6 separate regions of the Mus musculus genome follow, and all the other regions are linked to region 2. Evidence: chromatin contacts called from public ChIA-PET, Hi-C, HiChIP or PLAC-seq and promoter capture Hi-C data. All regions are on one chromosome and are shown on one strand. Each heading gives the region's core, a stretch centred on a gene start, on an enhancer-like site or on the middle of the called end of the contact. The rest is flanking DNA. Distances are from core to core; before and after follow the strand shown.

Region 1 (3,377 bases), core at 468-2,967, 400 kb before region 2:
GGTGGTCTGGGCTGAGGGTAGCATTGTGGATTTTACAACCAAGCCTCTGCTCCCCAAATTTACAGTTTACCAGATGAGACTCGGCAGTACACTTAGGAAAGACCCCAAAGCATGCCTGTAACCCCAGCCATTACAGAGGTAGAGGCAGGAGGACTCTGAGTTCCAAAGCCACCCCTAGCTACATCATGAATTAAAAGTCACCGTGGACTGTATGAGACCCCGTCTCAAGACAAATTAAAAAAAAAAAAAATGGACTGGTGAGCTAGCTAGCTCAGCAAGTATGGGAGCTTACAGCCATGCCTGTTGACCTGAGTTTGATCCCCAGGCCCCACACGTAGTGGAAGGAAATTGCTGATTCCTACAAGTTATTCTCTGATAACCACACAAGCCATGGAACCTACATGTCCCTACAGTGCAAAGTAAAGAAATCAAATGCAACTTTAACGGGGGCAGAGGACGAAATGGGGAAAAGAAAAGAATATGCCATTCTGATCCTCATCTCTTCGGGAAAGCTAAGCTGTCCGCCAGGATAACCCTTTGGCTCTCTGCCCTTAGTATATTTCGTAAGTCATCTACCCTCTAGCTAGCATTCCAGAGCCTGAAAGATTAGGATCTGCACCTGATCCCTGGCTTCATACCTGCCACTCTAGGCTGTCAGCCTGGGCTAATGCGTGGAGCATTTTCCATTCCCTTCTAGGGTACTTTTGTCTTAGGCTCGACTTCCCTATTTCTTTCCCTTCTCCTTCCACCCCGTTCCCCTCCGCTCCCCTCCTGGTGGAGCGGCAAGGGTCTCATGGTTGGCCTTGAACTCCTGATCACCTCCCCCTCAGTGTTGGGATTACAGGCGTGTACCACACTACTCGGGTTTTATGCAGTGCTGTGGATGGAAACTCAGGGCGCCGAGCGTGCTAGGCAAGCACTCTACCAACTGAGATACAATGCAACCCCAGCTAAAGTTCCCTTTAAAGGTCTATGTCAATTTCTGGCCCTTTAAGTCCCTCCCCCACCCCACCCCAGTCCCTCCACACTTTCTCTCTCCCCACCTGCAATTCGCCTTCGCCTCCCCCAGGGAGTTTCTCCAATCCTCTCCTCGTGTCCTTCTACAGCCCCCACCCTCCCTCTGCAGCGCGACTCCACTCCCGTCTTCTGTCCCCCTGCGCTTTTTCCCTTTCCCCCACGACACACCTCTGCAGCAGGCGACCTTCCACCGCCACATCCAATGCCGGGGCTACCCCTCTGACCTCCTGGATCGCCCCGAGCTCCTGCAGACTCACTTCACCCGAACCAAACCCAGTTCCCCCCCCCCCCCCCGGATCCACTCACAGGAGGCCGGAGCAGGTGGTGCAGACGAAGCTGCCCACGGTGATGTCCACATACGTGACCCCGCGCTGGGCGCACTCGAAACAGTGGCGGTTCCCGGCCTGGCTGCAGCCGCCCAGCTCCCGCACTCGGCGGCACCACACCTCCGAAGCGGCTTCAGCCTCCGCTTTGCTCCCTCCGACCCCGCCACCCGGGCCCGGGCCCTTCTTAGCCGCCATCACCATCTCTCCTCCAGGTTCCTCTGCAAGTCAGCGGTCGCTCCCCTTTAACCGCTCGCTGCCTTTCCCGCCTCCGCCGCCTTCGCACGCCCGGCAACCCTGACACCAGCTCCTGCAGCCCCGACCACGACCGCGAGAGACTCTGCCGCCCCCTTCCTCGTCCTGTTCGGCACGCTGATTGGCTAGTCTCCCCCCACCTCCTTGCTTTAATTGGTTCGATTCGAGACGGCCTCCGGTTGCTGGAGCCTTCAGAACCACGCCCCACTGCCACCCGGCCTTCTGTCTTTTCCATTGGTTCACAAAGACCCCCACCTTGCAAGTACAATGCGTGCCCTCCTCCTTGTCCCCGCCCCCTCTCGCCACGGACTCCTATGCTGACTCTGATTGGTTGTTAAGGTTGCAAAATTAGCGTGCGAGAGAAAGGAGGTGTTCGGCGCGTGCGTAGTGCTCATCCTCCGGATTGATACTAATTCCCGCCAAATTTCAAAGGCTCGTTCCAGGCTGAGCCAGGAGACAAGAAAATCGGAAAGAAATTGCCCTAGGATGAGCTGGAGGAGAAAGGGAAAGACAGAGAAGGGGAGTGCTTTGTAAAAGATACTTTATTTATCCAAGTCATAGAAAGAGCCCCCACTTTAGAGTCAAGTTAAAAACCTGAGGTAGGATGCAGAAGGGATGAACGGCGTTTGCCACTAACCTTCATTCCCACTCCTGTAAGAAAACCGACTCCTATAAGCTAGCTGCCTTCTGATTTCCATGAGTACACACACACACACACACACACACACACACACAAATAAATAAATGCATGTAAAAAATATTCAAGAAAACATGTTGAAGTGGATCACAGAACTGGTTTGTGGCTCAGTCAGAATTTGAATCTGAGTCTTTTGATTTTAAAAGCTCTGCTCCGTGGCCAGGGATGTATCTCAGCTGGTAGAGTGCACTAAGCGCGAGGTTCAAGCCCCCAGCACTGCATACAACTCAGCGCGGTGGCACAGGCCAGTAATTCCAGCATTTGGGAAGTGGGGGTAGCAGTAGCGGTACTTCAGAGTCATCCTCGGTCACTGCCTGGAAAAGGAAAGGCTGAGAATAAGCAGGTTTAGGGATGCTGGCAACCATAAGTCAGGACTTTGGTTTCAGACATGCCAATGGGATGCGGGCAGATGAGAGATAGGTTTCTGAGTTATTGGTACCCAGGAGCCCATGGGCTAGATGAGGTTGCTTAATTGTTGTCATAGCTGCAAGTGTACTTCCCCCTGAGCTGTGGTGATGCCAAGTCCCCATGTACACATGCAAAGGAACCATTTTGCTTCATGTAAACCATGGCTGCATGCCTTGGATTCCAAGCAGGTGGATCGCTGTGAGTTTTAGGCCAGCCTGGTCTATGTAGTGAGTTCCAGGGGATTACACAGTGAAATCCTGTCCCCCACCCCACCCCCACCAAAAAAAAAGCCTCTTGTACATTTTCAGAGTTCAGCGTTCAGCATTTCCCTGTGCTGGCCATTTCTTGCACAGCTTCTCTTTAGCCAGTGGTTATTTCTTCACCCCTTAAAATGTTACCCACCACAAGTGAATAAATGGGCAGGAATTGGGGTGACCACTAGACTCTGATAGCTTCCAGTCTGTCTTTTGCTACAGGGTGTGGTCTGCAAGAGCAACCAGAGGGTGCGCTTCCTCCTCCTGTCTCTACTCCACCCAGGCCATATCAGAGAGTGACAACCCTATTTCCCCTCATAATCAGCAAGAGCACAGGCAGCCCGGGGACTCCCTCTTCTGCTATTGCTCCTGTGGCCTGGTGGGGAGGGCTTGGTGGCTTTCCTGGTAAGAAAAAGGCCCTTC
Region 2 (3,479 bases), core at 708-3,207:
CACTGGACAGCACCACAAGTGTTCTAGGGCAGGTCTTCTCAGCCAACAGCATGTTATACTGGCTCAATAAAAATCTTAAGCCTTTAATCCCAGTCCTTTGAAGGCAGAGACAGGAAGATCTCTGTGGGTTCGAGGCCAGCCTGGTCTACAAAGTTCCAGGACAGCCAGGGCTTCACAGAAAAACCTTTGTCTGGAAAACCAAACAAACAAAAACCTTAGCCTAAAAGCTGTATGTGAGCTAAACTTTTACTTAGAGGAGTTTGTTTGCTTATTAAAAAACAAAAAACAAAAAACCCCTTACTTCTTATCTGGGAAAAACAAACACTTGCCAGAAGCTGTCTGAAAGAAATTTTGTCACAGCAGACAAAGGTCATGTTGCAGATACCATTTATGTTTGCTAAGATAAACATCTTTTACCAGCCAAAATGTGTTGTTATTTGCAAATGCTTGTATATTTTATTGCTACCTGCCAAGTGTTTGTGTATTATTATCTACCTAGCTAGCTATTTGTTCCTGTAAACGTGCCTAACTAAATTCCCTTTAATGATTAAGGGGATCAGAGTCCACTCTAAGATTGTCACAAAGACATGGATGACAACCCCACTACCTGACCTACAAAAAGCTGTAAGAAACTGCCAAGGGGACTGAACCCTTCAAAGCACAAGCGTGCTTTGTAGTCCATGCATGAATAAAGGTTTCTCCTACTTCTCCAAGTGAATGGCTGGCTCCTTGTTTCCTTTAACAATACTGCAAATAGGGGAAGGTGGAATTGGAGGATGACTTGCCTAAGGCGGTTTTGGGTGTTTGGTTTTGGACCCCAGAAGAGGGGACTGAGATGAATATTTTACATATCAAAACAGACCTGGTCTTCAGGTTCTCCCAGCATCCCTCAGATCCTACCTGGTATACCCTGCCCCCAGCCTTGAACTTTCCATCCCAGGGCTTGGGCTGCCCTTCCCCAGAGACTCTTCCCTTTATAATCCAAACATTTTGCTCTCCTCCTTCTCCTTCTCTTCTTTCTCTGCATGTAAGCCCTTTCTCTTTCTGCCTCCCCTCCCATTGCAACTCTCCTGCCTCAATCCTTGGGGCCAGTGAACTCTACCAAGAGCAGCTTCCCAATAAACCTGCCTTTATTATAATATAATCTAGCCTGAATGGGCTCGTTTCACTGGCGGAGAAATAACCTATCACTGGGAGAAGGGGGGCTGATATTGGGATGTAAAGTGAATTAATTAATAATCAATTAATAAAAAAGGAACAATACTTCAATTGCTTTTTAATTTTGGAGTATTGTTTTATAAAGTTATCTCCCCCATGCTGTATGGTCTCTTCCTTGTGGACTTGCCTTTGATATAGAGCCTTCTATAAGGTGGAGCCTCATTTCTGTATTGCCCACAAGGCAAAGAGATAAAGGCAGTAATTGTTGAGCGTCTGTAATTCCTCTGAAAGATCCTTTTAAAGTGCTATAATAGCATATTCTACAGAACCAGTGTAAGTAGCTTGTTTACTGAAAGATAGTCTTTTATCCTCGGGCCACATATCTGGAAACACCATGCACTCAACTGGCAAACCTCACCAGGGCTGATCTGTGAAACCAGACACCCCTGGCTTGGCTTTGATCTAACTCCATCTACACCCTTGCTTCAGCTTCTCTGCCACAGGCATACAATTACTATTATTGATAACTGCCCAAGATGGAAAAGATGGGGAAGAAAGTAACAAATATAGAGCTGAAAAATACTACATCAGGAAAAAAAAAAAACCTGAACACCCTAAACAGGATCACTTTATCTCTATCTGTCACCTCTGGAATTGAAGACAGGCAATCAGGGCTGGGGGGGGGGGGGTGTTGGGTAGGGAGACTCGGAACAAGAAATTCAGAAACCGAGATGCAAAGTCCTCCCGTGTTCCTAGAGGAGACCCGGAAGCTCAACTCGATCCCGGAAGATGAGGTGCTGACCTACTTCCGGTCTTTGTGACTCATTGTGCCTGTGGCGAGGTATTGGGAGGGCCTATGTCGGTGTGCAGTGCCCTTCGGTCGGGTTGAACCCAGAGCAAGCTGTGCTTGGTCGCCCGGCGTCCCCAGGCCGCTCCGGAGACTCACGGTGAGTCTCATGGCGGACTCTCGGAGGACGGGCGGGCTGCGAGGGTGGACCGTGTGACCACCCGGGGGGACTTGGAAAGGAGCCCTGCGGGGTCCCGGCGGTGCTCGAATCTCTGGGGTCAGTGGGGAGCTCTTTCATGTCATCATCCTTGTATAACATTTCTGAGGACAAGATCACAAATGGACGTGATCCCCGTGTCTGGATTCTTCTCCCCCTCCCCCCCTCCTGTCGCCATTTGCTGTGGTTGCAGGGGAAAGTGTTTTGTGTGGTTTTCGTTTTATTGCTGTCGTTTACTTCTCCGGGCGTCTTGGGTCCTTGAGAATCTTGAGATAAACGACGCGGAAGACCTTGAGCTCTGTACAGGTTTGAGGTTCCGAAAACATTTCCGGATCACTTGCTTTTCTGTCTTTCCATCTCCCAACGCTGAGCGAAAGCGCTGGCGGCTTGACGGTGGTTAAAAGATCTAGTAGAAATTAACAGCCGGCTGTCAGCTTTATGCAATGCTTCAAGACCTCTTGCTGGTTTAAGCCTGTTTAACTGTGCTATCTGGGAGATTAGTGGAGTGTTAGTTCACCTTGCTTGATTGCAATGAGTGAGACGTGAAGGGTATCTGGGAGAAACCACACTGGGCCAGTAGGAGATTGATCAGCTTAATGACCTTAGATGAGATTAGACATTTGCCAACTGTCAGTTTTATTATCCATAAAATTAACTACCTTTGCTCAAAAAGGTTCTTCAAACTTGAAATGAGTGGAGTTGGTAAATGTAATTGTAATTTAAAAAAAAAAAAAGGCAGCTCATTTAGTTTGAAGTTCCCCCTTCCTTCCCCTCCCTACACACACACAGCACACACACACATTGATTATAGAGAGTGGCTGTTCCATGGCCTGGGACCAAAGAAAGCATTTATTGTACAGGGCAGTGCTAGGCGGATTGAAAGCAGTCAATAAATACTTGTTGGAATTATGAAGAATTCATTGTAACCACATCAAGTGAAGTTACTAGAAAAGCTGGCCAAATGTGGGAAAATACCTTTATTATAAGGAAACTGTAGTGAAGAATTATCCAGATGTTTTTTTTCTTTCAGGTTTGTGTCCTCTTTCAATTACCACACAAGATTCTTACTTGTTATTTTATTCAGGATCATCTTTGTTAACTTACAGAAATGCCTGCGGCTGAATGCTATTTTCTTTTGTTGATCCTCTACTTCATGTCTCCATGAAGGAAACAGGAAAAATTTCAAGTGCATTATACTATATTTAGATACAACCAGGCCAGTGTACTAAGTTTTAAATCTTAGCTTTTCATTCTGTGGTGGTGTTGATATTCTTTAGATAGATTAAAAAAAGGGGGGGGCGGGGAGGGGTCTCTCTA
Region 3 (3,487 bases), core at 623-3,122, 460 kb before region 2:
TGACCAGAGATGAGAGAGCAACTTCAGTTACTGGTGGTCAGGCAACACGGAAAGCAGACGTGGTCTTCTGTCACTACACAAGATTTTAAGCTCTCTAATCGAGCCCTGCATGAGGGTGCACACCTATAATCCCAGCACTTGAGAGGTGGTAACAGTCAGGAGTTGTTCATGGTCACTCCTAGCTACATCACCAGTTAGAGGCCAGCTAGAACTATAGGAGACCTTGTCTCTGAAAGCCAGTCTCCCTCTTTTCCTTTAGGTCACCATGCCACCCACATTGAGAAAAAAAGACTGAAATTATGGGGCCATGTTAGCCACAGCTACAGCCACATTGGTAAGCTGTGGAGGCACCCAAGAGGGAAGGGGGATGCTTAGTGGCATGCCTCACCACAGGATTAACCTTGGAAGAGCCGAGGCGATTAAGGGTGTTGGGATGCCTGTTTTCTAATGACTAGAAGCCACACAGGGAGGTTCATTAAACGCTAACATTCTTCTAAAAGCAAATCTCAAAGGAAAAAAAAATATTCTTTTACTATTATCTCTCACATCTGGGACTCCTTCCTGTATCTCAAGAAGTTTTCTGGGGTTTTTTTGTTTGTTTGTTTGTTTGTTTGTTTGTTTTTGTTTTTAAAAAAGGTTAGTTTGGAGTTATGTAGTCCAGGCTTGCCTGGAATTGACCTCGAAGTCCCGATCCTTCTGCCTCCTCTTTTTAAGAACTGTCACGACAGGCTCATGCCACCACACCCAGCTTCAAATAAGAGGTTTCCAATAGACAAAGTCTGTTATGAAAGTATGTGTGGGGGAGTTCTACTGGAGGTCTGAGATTTGTCCAGCTTCCCTTTCCTCATTTATAAAAAACCCGAGGTCTTAGCCGGGCGGTGATGATGCACGCCTTTAGTCCCAGCATTCGGGAGACACAGGCAGGAGGAGCTCTTGAGTTCAAGGCCAGCCTGGTCTACAGAGCAAGTTTCAGAACAGCCAGGGCTACACGGAGAAATAAATCCTGTCTCGGAAAAGCAACAAACAAAAAACCCCCAAAGATCTTGTTCTAGAGGCCATGAGATCCTTCGTAGTCTCTAAAGTTTGGTCTGGCCATCACAAGTCTTCTCCAGGGGGACTTTGGCAGGTCTGACGACTTTCCCTCTCTGAACTGGAAACCCCCTCACCGGTCATCCCCAGCATTCCCATTAGGGACTCAAGACTGCGCAGGAGGAAATGGTCCCTTCTGTTGAGACAACAGCCTGAGTGCTGAGTGGGGCATCCCTCGCCCTTCCTCACTTCTCGGATGCTGGTTTGCTCCCCAGTAAGCACAGCTAGTACCCAACCCTAACCCTGCACTGTCAGGCCGCCCAGCGCGCGCCTTTTACGATCTTTACCTGCGTCTCAAAAATTCTAGCTCACCCACCTCCTTCTGTCTAGCGAATGGAGCACCTCCTAGCCCATGCTATTGGTAGGCAGAACCGTCCCTCAGAGAAGAGGCCGGGACAGGTTCCTTTTGTAGGTTCTAATTGGTCTTCTTCACAGTCACTCGCCTGAATCTAGATTGCAATTGGTCTTGGTTGAAAAAGCAGGTTTGTGGTCTCTGGGTCTCTAATACCCTAAAGTTGAGACCTGTAGTCCCCGCCTCCTGGGCGGGTCTCATTGGCTCCATCTCCAGCCTCGAGAGTTGTGATTGGATGTCGCTGCGCGGGGCGGGCCGACCAGGAACCGCGGCCGTTGGCGGGGTGCTCCTCTTCACCCCTCCCTTCCCTCAGTGTAATCTAGAATTGAGAGGCTCCACCCCCTGCCGTTTTCTGATTGGGCACTTCTAACGCGTCTCTGGTTCATGATTGGTCCGCGGAGTTCCTGACCCTCGCTTCCTCCCTTCAGTGGGGACTACGGCGGCTCCGAGGAGGGGGAAGGGCGAGAAGGGCCGGCCGGTGCCGTCAGTCAGGCAGGGGGAGCCGCCGAGAGCGGATGGCGGCAGCAGTAGCGGGCCCACTCGCCGCCGGGGGTGAGGAAGCTGCAGCTTCAGTGTCCTTGCCAGGGTCTCCTGGTCTACCTGGGAGCCGTAGCGCAGAACGAGCCCTAGAGGAGGCTGTGGCCACCGGGACCCTGAACTTGTCCAACCGGCGTTTGAAGCACTTCCCCCGGGGCGCGGCCCGCAGTTACGACTTGTCAGACATCACCCAGGCTGGTGAGTTGCGCTGGTGCCCAGAGAGCAGGGGACCCATACTGGACTGCGACCCTCATTTGCATAGCCCCGCCTCGCGTTCGATTGGGCCCACCCCTTCACCTGGCAGTCTTGAACGCTCGCCCCTTGGGATTGGCATTGAGCCCGCGACCTCCCCTCCCCTGTGTAAGAACCACTGGACAATGAGTTCGCTTCAAGAGTGCACAGAACACTTTTGGCCGAGCTCTAGGAGACTCTTCCCCTTTATTTGCATATTGCGCACCTGTAGCATGGTCCCGCCCCTCACCTGGTTGGCTTCTTCAACCCTAGATCTGATCAACCCTTAAAGCAAACTTCCATGTAGAATCTATCATTAATCGCTACATTTTCACCCTTTTAGTCGTTTCCAACGTCTTTCTCACCCGTCCACCACAATCCCAACAAGCCCCGTTATCTCTTTCCTAAAGGGTCGCTCCTAACAACCCGACGTTTCTGCTTGCTTTTCCGTAGTCTCCCCAAGTCCCAGCCCCTCTCCGCCGTCCACCCCAGCCTATCTATGTGAAAGAAGTGAATCTCTCGCCCTTAACTTTCCACCCATTATCCCCCTATCCCCTTTCTCTTCTTCCTGGTTTTATGAGGTCACTGTGGAGTTTGTGATCTCATAGGAACCCTACAATTCTGCTTTCCCCTTAGGGGAGAAACTTGAGGCAGCTTGCTGAAAGGAAGGACATTGTATCTCTTAGCTAGGAGTGCTGACCTCCTGGAGACTCTCCAGTCCCTGCCCTCAGGACCCCTCTAATCATGTCCACCCCACCCTGGTGTGTGTGTGTTTGGGATCCCACTAATCATGGACACTCTACCCTTGGGTCTGCTATGGCCAGGCACTGGGGACTGTACTATGACAGGTGAGTCAGGCTGCTTAGGAGGCAGCCTATGAACTTGGGCTGGCAGCTGAGGGCGGGGAATCACAACAGAGGGCTACATTCCGGGAGCCCCACCCCAGTCTGGGCTGGAGTGTTAGGGCCCCTTCTGCTCCTCTCATCTGGTCCAGGGCTGGATCAAGCTGGATCAAAGAACACATTGCTCCAGTAGGTTCCTGCCCACCTGCAATTGTACCAGGCTGGCTGGGGCACAATCTCCTCTTACAGCTCTGGAGAGAAAAAGTTTAAATCTCTCTGTTTTTAAATGCTTTTTCCCTACACAGTTGAATGAGTCCTGGGAATGGGTGAGCCCCAGGAGCCATGCTTACCCCTCCTAGGTCCCCCCAGCCCCCCAGCTCCAGATTGACCTCAGCAGCTGTGTGACACTGGCCGTCTGTTCCCTTTCCCCTCCCCC
Region 4 (3,181 bases), core at 298-2,797, 260 kb after region 2:
CACTCTGGTAGGCACTGTGAGGGCTAGTTTATATGTCTGCAGCGGCAAGGATAAAGAGACAAAATAGTGTTCAGATAGAGAGAGCCCGGGCTCTGGTGTAGACCTGGGATTCTGGTTCTCAGTACACAGCGTTCTGATCCCTGGACAGGGTCGGTCACCTGTCACCACATATACCGCAGCATCCTGGTCAATTTGTGGCATTCTCTAAATTACTTTGTGTAGGACAAAGAGCAGTGGCAATGCTTGTGGAAAGAAAAAACAATTTGGTGGGGACAGTGACTGCCTCCATGACACAATTCATGGGCAAGGGCCAACCTGCCCTTGGGACTTCCCAATTCAATAAAGCAATATGTCACATAGCAATATGACACATGGGGGTGGGGAGAGTTAAGAACAGAAGCAGGTCTGAGAGAAACTTCAATGTTTTGGTTCCTAGAGAAATAAGGAAGAGCAAGCAAAGGAATGATCCGTGTGTTTTGAGGGTCACCTGGGCTGCTGCAGTGAAGCCAAGGTTGATGTGGGGTGATCAGCAAGCCAATTTGTTATTTTGCTCTTCCCAGCAGATGACATTAATAGGTAGATGGTGGTAAGGGAGGCAGAGAGAAATCAGTTGGTCAGAATGGGAGTCAGCAGGATGGAGATGAACAAACAGCTTCAGGGCTAAGCAGTTTGAAGTTAATGTGCTAACAAGCAGAGCTCTGAATGGGACAAGTGAAGACCACTCTTATTAGTGTTATGAAATATAAAATATAAATTGTGGTATAACATGGTAGGAGTAATACTTGGCAGGACAGTGCCGAGATGTTCCTCTGAGGAATCACACCATGCAGCATGCCTGTATAAAGATTTATTGTGGAGATGGGAGTGGGAACCTGGAAAGAGGTAGAGGCAGAGAAAGGATAGGACAGAGAAAGACAGGAAGAGAGAAAGAGAGCAAGAGAGGCCTGCCAGGAACACATGGGAACTGAGAGAGTGGGAAAGGGAGAAGTGGGGGTAGGGCTGTGAGCAGTCCTCTTTAGATGATGCTGCGCTGCCAGGCACCTGCCTCACACCGGGTGGGGCAGAGACAAGCTTTTGCTGGGTAGCCATTGGGCAGAATTGCCTGTTTCCAGGTGGACATGGGACAGGAGCTGGGAAGGGATGGTGAATTGCAGATTCAAACCAGGGACTACTAGTATGTAATACTGAGAACACACCTTGGGGTGTGCTGGGTCACTCAGGTTGGCTCCTGACTGCCTCCACAATGGCTTTCCTGATTTTAGGATCTTGCAATCTCCAGTTGTTCCATTCCCTGCCCCTTAGCTGTGTAGGGCTGAATGGGATAAGGGCTAAGTTCCTCAGGGGCAGCCATGGACCCTCCTCTCTCTGAGGCAAAGAGACGATTGACCTCAGCGACCTCTGCAGCTTTCCTCACTACTACTGCAGATCTAGGAAGTAGCAAGCAAAGCCTGGTACTGTAACTTTAAGAGGGACAACCCATTACCCTGAGTTCACTACCACTGAGGCCTGCAAAAAGGAAATAAGGCTAGGTTGTGGGAAGTTACCACAGTGCCTCTAACTGCTGACAATGTGAAAACCTCCAGCCATGAGAACAGGCAACACACAGGCTGCCCATGCAACAAATATGGGCCAGATGCAGACCCTGGTTCTATTCTCAACATTGCTGACCCTCTGTGTCTCTGAAGGTGAGTGGAGAGGCCAGAGCAGTGTAGGGCCATGGGGGTGGACAGTATGGACACACAGGCACTGACCTTCCTGTTTTCATTCCTCAGCAAGCCCTGAGGTGTGGGTGCAAGTCCAGATGGAGGCCACCAACCTCTCGTCTTTCTCAGTTCACTGTGGGGTCTTAGGATATAGCCTCATCTCCCTGGTAACAGTGAGCTGTGAAGGATTTGTTGACGCTGGAAGGACCAAACTAGCTGTGTTACATCCAGAATTTGGTACCCAGCAGTGGGCTCCTGCCAGGCAGGCCCACTGGGAAACCCCAAACAGCGTCTCTGTCACTCTGACCATGGGACAATCCAAAGCAAGAAGCTCTCTAGCCAACACCACATTCTGCTGCGAGTTTGTTACCTTTCCTCATGGTTCCAGGGTTGCCTGTAGAGACCTGCATAGATCAGATCCAGGTATGTCTGGGGAGAGGCGGGAGACGGGGAGGATCTTAACACTGGCTGCCCATCTGACACTTTTCTCTGTGTCTAGGACTCTCTGCCCCAACTCCAGCCCTCAATCTTCAAGCAGACCTGGTGAGGATCTTGGGAACCTCAGGAGTTTTCCTGTTTGGTTTCATCTTTATACTATGTCTCCGGTGGCAGCAGAGGCATTGGTGAGATTGGGTTCAGTAATATCCACACACCACTTGGTTAGGTGCCTTCTGCCCCTAACTCTGCCTCTTCTGTCTTACAGGTGTTTGAGTAAATCTCAGCCATCTCTCACTAGCACCCAGGCACAGGTGGAGACTCAGGTAAGGCTTGAAGGAGGATGTTTGGAGCAGGATACCAGGGGTCCACAGCTGGACAGGGACTTGGGGTCTTATCTGACTCTCCTTCATGCCCTACAGCCCACCAAGACCATCCCTGGCCACTGGGGTGGATCCACCATCCCAATACCTTCCCCAACCTCCAGCCACCCTGTTTAGCAGCTCTGTATGAGGCTGTAGTCCATTCTGACCAACACATGCCTCAGGGCACATTGCTCCCCACTAGTGACCCACACCAACCCCATGCCTGTCTCCTCAGCCTCCCCACTTGGCCTCTACACACAGCAGCTTCATCTCCATGGAGAATGGACTGTATGCTCTGGCATGAGTGAAACTTCCCCACACTCTTCCCAACTTCCACCGACTGTCTGGAGCACAGTACCCTGGAAAAATGCTTAGAAGTTCAATGACAGGTACCCTTGGTCCACTACAGGCCTTTGGAACATCTATCTACTGATGTCTTCAACCTGGGCACCAGGCTTCTTCATGAATCTTGCTCTATTCTTAAGCTTCTGATCAGTGTCATCAAACCCTGCTAGCCAGGATGTGGTTATTGAGTGTGCATAAATGGACACAAGTGTGAGCCGAAGAGTACGACAAAGGTTCAGTTACATCCTGTTTTTGCACACATTTCCAAACACCCAGATGATTTCTTTACCAATGTCCATAAAGTGGTCCTTCTGTTTGGGACTTTAGCCTTGG
Region 5 (3,320 bases), core at 274-2,773, 480 kb before region 2:
AGTACAGTACTTGGTACCTGGTAGGCCTTTGCCCAGTACTGCAGAAAACCAAGACCCGTGGAGAGATGACTCAATCAAAAAAAGGGCTGACCATGCAAGCATGGAGATCTGAGTTCAGTTCTCCAGAACATACTTAAAACTGGGCATGGAAGTGTATGCCTATAATCCCAGTGTTTGGGCGGTGGAGGCTCTGGATTCTGCACCGCCCATCCAGTCTACAAATGAATGTATATTAGGTTCAATGAGAGAGCCTGTCTCAAAACAACTAAGGGTGAGAAGAGACTGCACATGTGCTCAAGTCCATGCATAAGGACCCACATGCATATACTCACACAATACATATACACAATACCACACACACACACACACACACACACACACACACACACAAAGAATCTGTTCAACTCACTCTCCTGAAGATGTCTGGCTGGGGTCAGTCCTGTCCACACAGGAGGCCCTGGGTTGGGCGTTGGCTCAGAATGTCCCTGAAGCTCCAGGGGGTACGCTGGGGCTCGAAGAACAGAGGTGATGTCTTTTCTTCCAACCACTCGTCCCTCAGTCCCCTCCTCAGACAGCTCAATGCGGAATCTGTCCTGGACGTCATAGTGGCTGGGGACGGGGGCCACGTGCCGTATCACACTGAACCATTGGGAGGAAAGGAAGTGAGAGGCAACCAACCATGTAAATCCAGATCTCCTCCCCAGAAACTTTTCCCAGAGTGACTGCAGTCAGCAGGAGAAAAGACAACAGGTAGCTGTGGTGCCTGGCTGCTTCCCCAACCTCCCCACTCACATGTCAATGCAGGACTGAGGCTTCACATATCCCTCTGCATCGAATACCGTGTATTTGGCAGGTGCTGTGCACAGAACTGTCAGATAAAGATACGCGAAGAGATCTTAGGCAAGTTTTACTTATAGTGCTCCACCGGGGCCCCTCATGTCAGCAACCCCGGAGATGGACATGATTTTTTTTTCAGACCCAAAGCTAGGCATCTTGCCTCTTGATTAATTCCTCCAGCCCACACAGTCTTCCCATATCCTGCTACTAACCCCCAGAGCCCTAGCTCTAAGGCGCCCGTCTCTTCACCTCGGAAGCGAAGCGCAGTTCCCGTGGGGTTGTAGAGGGTCAGCAGCTGCCGGGGTCCACTTCTCTGGTCCGCCCTGAATACTAGATCCGGGGGAAAGACCAGCACCGGGACAACGGGTCCTGAGGAAGGAGGGGAGCCCCGGGACCCCCGCCCAGGGGCCCCCGGACCCACCAGCTCCTGGTCCTGGGGCGCCCCACGGCGCATGCAGGCTCTGGGCGGTCGGACATCCGAGGGCAGAGCTCAGGAGGACAAGAGGGTCTTAGAGTTTAGGGCTAGTGACGCGATGGATGAAAAGAGGACAGGGGGAGATCATGAGCAGAGCGAGGCCTGATGTCACCACTGCCTTGGAACCCCGCTAGATGTGGATCCTGCAGCCCCGGGCCCCGGTTCCCAAACCTCCTCTCCTGCCAGCTGGGCCCCAGGTTCCTATAGGCCCCGCCCCCAAACCGCACCGCAGTGGCCACGCCCACCTGGCTAAAATCCGTCCCGCCTCGTCGCTTCCCAATCCGGGTCTTCCGGTTTGGGGCGCAGTAAACCCGCCCTGTTTCTGACCACGCCTTTTCCGGGTCTTCCCGCTCCGATCTCCTGACGGACTCTGCTCTTTGAGAGTCCCTGACCTCCAGGTCACCGAATTGTGTCCCTGTGCCCTTTCCTTGAGCTCGGCATATGCTCTGCTCGGGATCCCGCCTGTGAACAGCCGCTTGTACTGTGATAATCACCTCGCGGTCAAAGTTTCCTCCGGTCAACTTGTGACCAAATTAAGGGCGCCATCTTCCCGAGAGTTCCTTTATGCACTTCCGCCGTACGGCCTCTCTTATTGGTGGGTGCTGAATCCCTTCCGCCCCAATGTTCGCTGATTGGTGTTCTTCAAAGACCAAACACGCCTCCTTTGGCACCACTGATTGGCTTGATCTTGGTAAGAATTTTATGTGTCCTGAGTTCCTTCTCTGTCTGAGAGTTAAGTGCGAGAGGCGGGACTGTGAGCAACGACCTAGCGTTTGTTTATCTGGGCCTGGGAAACGTATGATTAAGTCAGTAATCAATAAGCAGAACTGGATGAGGCAGGAACTTTTTTTTTTTTTTTTAAATAAGAGGGTTAGTGCTGAAGGGTTCGGACCCAGGTTCGCTTCCAGCATAGACATAGTGACAACTATAACTCCAGTTTCTGGGAATCGAACGCCCTCATTTGACCTCTGACAATACGTGGGTCATATACATGTAAAGAAAACTTTCGATACTAAAGATGTGCCTACAAACCAAAACAGGAACCACCAAGAAAGCAGGAGAACTTTTTCTAAGCCGGCGCTCCGTCAGGACGAACATGTTCAGCTCGAGCGCCAAGATCGTGAAGCCCAATGGCGAGAAGCCCGACGAGTTCGAGTCTGGCATCTCTCGGGCGCTTCTCGAGCTGGAGATGAATTCTGATCTCAAGGCGCAGCTGCGGGAACTCAACATCACCGCAGCCAAGGAAATTGAAGTTGGTGGTGGTCGGAAAGCTATCGTAATTTTTGTACCAGTTCCTCAGCTTAAATCTTTCCAGAAAATCCAAGTCCGGCTAGTGTGAATTGGAGAAAAAGTTCAGTGGGAAGAATGTAGTCCTCATTGCTCAGAGGTGGATTCTGCCCAAGCCAACCCGGAAAAGCCGAACGAAAAATAAGCAAGAAGCGCCCCAGAAGCCGCACCCTGACAGCAGTGCACGATGCCATCCTTGAGGACTTAGTCTTCCCAAGTGAAATTGTGGGTAAGAGGATCCGTGTGAAACTGGATGGCAGCCGGCTCATAAAAGTTCACTTAGACAAAGCACAGCAGAACAACGTGGAACACAAGGTTGAAACTTTTTCTGGTGAGTACAAGAAGCTCACAGGCAAGGATGTTAATTTTGAATTCCCAGAGTTTCAGTTGTAAAGAAAATGACTGAATAAAGTGTCATTCATAGTTAAAAAACAAACAAACAAACAAAAAACCAGGAGAACCATTTGGAAAGGGGAAGGTGATAGGGGACAAGAGATACAGTGGGGGTGATTGTGATCAAAATACATTTATACACGTTTTATATACAAATTGATCAATTTATTTCTGTAAAACTCATCTGTAATTAATATGATTAGAAAAAAGACAGAAAAACAAAAAGGAAAAGAAAACTACCAAAAGTAATCAGGCACAGTCCTGTAGTTTCAGTAGGGACAGGTGGGATTGCCACAAGTTTGAAACTCACCTGGTCTGTTACACAAAG
Region 6 (3,560 bases), core at 878-3,377, 360 kb after region 2:
GGCTGATCCAGTTGTGGATAGGAAGGTCCTGATGTTTCCATCGATGCCATCTGTCACAGCCTGATGGTATCTCCACCCAATTAATCCTGCTGTTTCTTTCCCTGGGTATTACACCTCATCAATCTTTAGTCCCCTTAGTATCGTATAAGTGACTTATATTCGGGGGAGAAAACAAACCACATGGCTTTTAAAGTCTCTGCACTTCCTCCTATGAAACTATTCTTTATTCCTATGATTTCCACACTTTGGGTCCTCTCGCCATGGCAGTGAGGATTAAATTGTGGTGGTTGGCACAGTTGCCTGGCAGAACAGAGTGTCTACATAGCATGGTCTGCTCCTGCTTAACAATCTAGGGTCCTGGCACCAGATAGAATTGTTCTCTTCCCTGCTAGGATCTGGCAATGTGTTGTCCCCAGTACCTTACCTCTTCAGTACCCATGCCCCTAATGGATGCTCTTACACACACTCCTCTAGTTAAACTCTGGGAGGATGGCAAGATGGCTCATCAAGTAAAAACACTGCTGCCAAACTAGGTGACTTAAGTTTGATTTTTGGGACTCACAATGTCTAGCAAACTGTCCTGGGACTTTCATACTCAAGCCCATGCAAACACATATAAATACATAAATTTAAACTCATTGATATATGTGGTGGTTTGAATAAAAATGGTCCCCATAGGCTCATATCATATATCTGAATGATGAATCATGAGGGAGTGACACAACTTAGAAGAATTAGGAGGTGTGACCTTGTTGGGGGTAGATGTACCCTTGCTGGAAGAAGTGTGCCACTAGCAATGAGCTTTGAGATTTCAGAGCCCAAGACAGACCCAGTGTCTCTCTCCCTGCTGTCTGCAGATCTGGATGTAGAACTCTCAGCTACTTCTCCAGCACATTTCTGTCTGTGTGCCACCATGCTCCTTACCTTGAGAGTCATAGACTAAATGGCCGAAACTGTAAGCAAGCCCCCGTTAAATGCTTTCTTTTTTAAAAGCCATTGCCTTGGTTATGGTGTCTCTTCACAGCAAAAGAACACTGACTGAGATAATATACCAAGCTATGCTTGAATGAATCTGATTTTTTTTTTTTGTTCTGTTGCTTTTGTTCAATCTGGGGAGAATAGAAGTTTGTTCAAAAATAATTAGTAAGGAATTTAAGAAACCACTACGAAGTAATCCTTGACAGCTATTGTCTTGGGGGACTGGAGTCATACTGAATTACTCTGGAAAGCATTTTAACCGTATTAATGCCTGGGTTCTAGATCCTGGACTCTGATTTCACTGGTTCTTTATTCCACTGGAAACCTTTGCTATGATGTCAGAAGTTACAATCACAAGTTCTATGGTTTGTGATGCCTGAACTATGCATGATATCCATGTATGCTGTGAGGCTTTGCCTAGCTAAAATCAAAGAACAAATTCAAGACATGATCCCTTGTTCGGCTACATTGTTACAAGAGAAAATGTATTCCTTGCATACACATCTGTATGAATGTCCCTAGCTTTCTTGGGAAGGTGACCTAATAACAGAGATTTGATTATTGTTTATGTTGGAAATAGAAAAAAAAAAAAAAGAAAGAAAGAAAGAAAGAAAGAAAGAAAGAAAGAAAGAAAGAAAGAAAGAAAGAAACCAGTAGGCCTCTGTTTGTGCTGGGATTAAAGACCAAGGAATGGAAATATTTTGCATGTATGTGGGATGCATTATACATGTTTTCAAATATTTCTTAAGGTAAACAATGAAAAGCATCCATAGCAGCATTGGTTTCCTAAATGGTAGTTTTTAAAATCAAATCCAAATGTTTGTTTTGATTGTTTTAAGTGAATACTTAAATTTGTTCTTGGAATACATAGGGCACGAACAATGTATATAGATTTATATACAATTCACACATTTTCAGATACTTTATTTACAAGGTTAAGTGAAAACAAAAAGGAAGGAGGTTCTGTCACAGGAAGCCCTGCCTTAATTTACCCATGAAAGCAAGGCCTTGTCAATTCTGGCTTCATCCACCCCTGGGTTGAAGCGTGAACTGTCACTCAGGGTGGACCTGAAGCGCTACCCTATCAGACACAATAGACTGAAGGCTACCCAATCAGACACACGGTCGGAAGGGAGGAGGCGGGCCTTGCGTACGTTGTTGCTGACCCCGCCATCTTGGCATCTGTGGCCGCTTTCTTCTCCCAGCTCTGTGTTCTGGATTGCACCTAGTGTCTGTCGCCGTGTGACTCGCTGGTACCTGGACACCCAGCGCGAGGCGGGGCGCTCACCTGAGTCCCGAAATGGTGCGTTTACCCACGACAAGGCCCCTAGCCCCGCGTCCCGCATCGGGGTCGCTTGTGCCCCTGCTGCCTGCGCTGTGGCCAGGCTGAGCTGGCTGCTGCAGCTCGGGGGTCTTGTCGCGTCCGCGTGATTCCCATGACCAGGGCTGCTATGGATGCCTCCTAGGTGGGGACACCGGGACTGCGGGACTTATGACTGCCCAAGCGCGGCCGGGAGTTTGTCGGCCGCCTCCAGATCTGGTAGGACTTTGACCAGCATGGGGGATTGCTGCCTTCTTGGTCTCTGGGCCCTCAAGGCCATCGGCCTCCCCAGGATTTTTCTGCAGCCGGCGCCCCGCCCCGTCTCTTCATCTTGCATCTCCACGTTTGTCCCTGGCTTCTCAAGTCACAATCTTGTGATGTTTCTATCTCAGAACCTCTATGGAAGCCCGTGAGCATGACCTTCCCCGCCCACTTCCTCACCTCTCAACCCATCTCAGCCCATCACGTTTTGTTCATGAGCCCGGTCCTTCAAGTCCCGGGAGTCCCTGAGTGACCCGGAGTAGGTACTTCTTCTCCTCTCTGCTGTTTCCTTCACTCTCCCTCTGTCTTCTGCCTCTGGCTCTCTATTTCTAGGGATGGAGTCTAGGAATTCATTTATGCAAGGTAGTGCTCTGCCCTAAGCCAGTTAGTTACTTGTCCTTTTTTTTTTCCTTTCACGATTTTAGCATTTATATATTAATGGTACACCGTAGTGACTTTCATTTCATTACATCTTATATCTATGTGTAATGTTGTATTTTCTTCTACCTAACCTCTGTTATCCTCCCGGTCCTTTTCCTACTCCCTCAGATTCTCTTCCTCTTTTCCAGTACTTCCCCTTAGTATTAGTTTTTTTTTTTTTTTTAAATGACCCCCCCGACTTCTACATAGGAAGAAGGTTAGTTACAGGAGCATGGGCCCCACCATTGTCTATACTACTATACTACGGAATAAAGAGGCTCTCCTGAGCCTCTCCCTATGCAACCATTAACTGCCTATACATCCTCAAGGAGAAATGGGGCCTTGTGAGCCTCTTCCTGTTCTTCACAATTTCACTTCATTTACAGATTTTTATTTATGTGTTTTTTAGCTTCCTAATTTTTTTACAGTTTGTTTGCTTATTTATTTATTTATTTTAGACATAGTTTTAACTGCAGCACGAGTTGGCTTTGAACTTAACCATTCTCCTCCCTGAGCTGGGAACACAGGCCAACCTTTCGTACTTGTTGGCAGGAGCCCAGGTCCTAGTTGTCCTTCCTTT

The links. Promoter capture Hi-C pulls out the DNA fragments that hold promoters and counts their contacts. Hi-C and Micro-C count contacts between places; a contact is called where the count stands out from the background. ChIA-PET counts read pairs in DNA pulled down with a chosen protein or histone mark. HiChIP or PLAC-seq counts read pairs in DNA pulled down with a chosen protein or histone mark.
Region 1: a Hi-C map of B cells shows a contact between it and region 2, with 6 read pairs. The contact joins the promoter of Agfg2 here to the promoter of Zkscan1 in region 2. A contact is called at or near these places in 1 of 484 Hi-C or Micro-C datasets (B cells), 5 of 115 datasets of contacts at active chromatin or transcription factors (the SCID.adh cell line, bone marrow-derived macrophages, embryonic hindbrain and 2 more) and 1 of 9 other capture datasets (liver).
Region 3: a contact with region 2 is called in an RNA polymerase II ChIA-PET map of memory CD8 T cells, with 17 read pairs. The contact joins the promoter of Lrch4 here to the promoter of Zkscan1 in region 2. A contact is called at or near these places in 2 of 39 promoter capture datasets (embryonic stem cells and pre-B cells) and 2 of 115 datasets of contacts at active chromatin or transcription factors (effector CD8 T cells and memory CD8 T cells).
Region 4: an RNA polymerase II ChIA-PET map of effector CD8 T cells shows a contact between it and region 2, with 8 read pairs. The contact joins the promoter of Pvrig here to the promoter of Zkscan1 in region 2. A contact is called at or near these places in 2 of 39 promoter capture datasets (frontonasal cranial neural crest and stem cell-derived epiblast-like cells), 2 of 115 datasets of contacts at active chromatin or transcription factors (bone marrow-derived macrophages and effector CD8 T cells) and 1 of 9 other capture datasets (liver).
Region 5: an H3K4me3 HiChIP or PLAC-seq map of embryonic stem cells shows a contact between it and region 2, with 7 times the contacts expected there. The contact joins the promoter of Mospd3 here to the promoter of Zkscan1 in region 2. A contact is called at or near these places in 2 of 39 promoter capture datasets (embryonic stem cells and pre-B cells), 1 of 484 Hi-C or Micro-C datasets (B cells), 5 of 115 datasets of contacts at active chromatin or transcription factors (the SCID.adh cell line, bone marrow-derived macrophages, embryonic stem cells and 2 more) and 1 of 9 other capture datasets (adipose tissue).
Region 6: a contact with region 2 is called in a promoter capture Hi-C map of neural stem cells. The contact joins the promoter of Zfp157 here to the promoter of Zkscan1 in region 2. A contact is called at or near these places in 2 of 39 promoter capture datasets (hippocampal neurons and neural stem cells), 1 of 484 Hi-C or Micro-C datasets (CD4 T cells), 4 of 115 datasets of contacts at active chromatin or transcription factors (bone marrow-derived macrophages, large pre-B cells and memory CD8 T cells) and 2 of 9 other capture datasets (adipose tissue and pancreatic islet).

What each region holds. Positions count from the first base shown.
Region 1 is chr5:137,683,036-137,686,412 of GRCm38.p6, forward strand. It overlaps Agfg2 (ArfGAP with FG repeats 2), which reads right to left and starts at 1,718. Exons shown (of 12, transcript NM_178162.3): 1 at 1,324-1,718. The coding sequence starts at 1,544. It overlaps Gm15498 (a long non-coding RNA gene), which reads right to left. Exons shown (of 2, transcript XR_003956003.1): 2 at 2,350-2,606.
Region 2 is chr5:138,083,127-138,086,605 of GRCm38.p6, forward strand. It overlaps Zkscan1 (zinc finger with KRAB and SCAN domains 1), which reads left to right and starts at 1,958. Exons shown (of 6, transcript NM_133906.4): 1 at 1,958-2,105.
Region 3 is chr5:137,627,251-137,630,737 of GRCm38.p6, forward strand. Lrch4 (leucine-rich repeats and calponin homology (CH) domain containing 4) reads left to right here and starts at 1,873. Exons shown (of 18, transcript NM_146164.2): 1 at 1,873-2,176. The coding sequence starts at 1,957. Gm20605 (predicted gene 20605) reads left to right here and starts at 1,873. Exons shown (of 22, transcript NR_033148.1): 1 at 1,873-2,176.
Region 4 is chr5:138,340,384-138,343,564 of GRCm38.p6, forward strand. It overlaps Pvrig (poliovirus receptor related immunoglobulin domain containing), which reads left to right and starts at 1,548. Exons shown (of 5, transcript NM_001378438.1): 1 at 1,548-1,685; 2 at 1,773-2,126; 3 at 2,203-2,326; 4 at 2,407-2,464. The coding sequence starts at 1,586.
Region 5 is chr5:137,599,185-137,602,504 of GRCm38.p6, forward strand. Mospd3 (motile sperm domain containing 3) reads right to left here and starts at 1,524. Exons shown (of 5, transcript NM_001254762.1): 1 at 1,087-1,524; 2 at 793-868; 3 at 410-639. The coding sequence starts at 1,291. It also overlaps the pseudogene Gm7285.
Region 6 is chr5:138,439,349-138,442,908 of GRCm38.p6, forward strand. It overlaps Zfp157 (zinc finger protein 157), which reads left to right and starts at 2,128. Exons shown (of 5, transcript NM_028130.3): 1 at 2,128-2,281. The coding sequence starts at 2,279.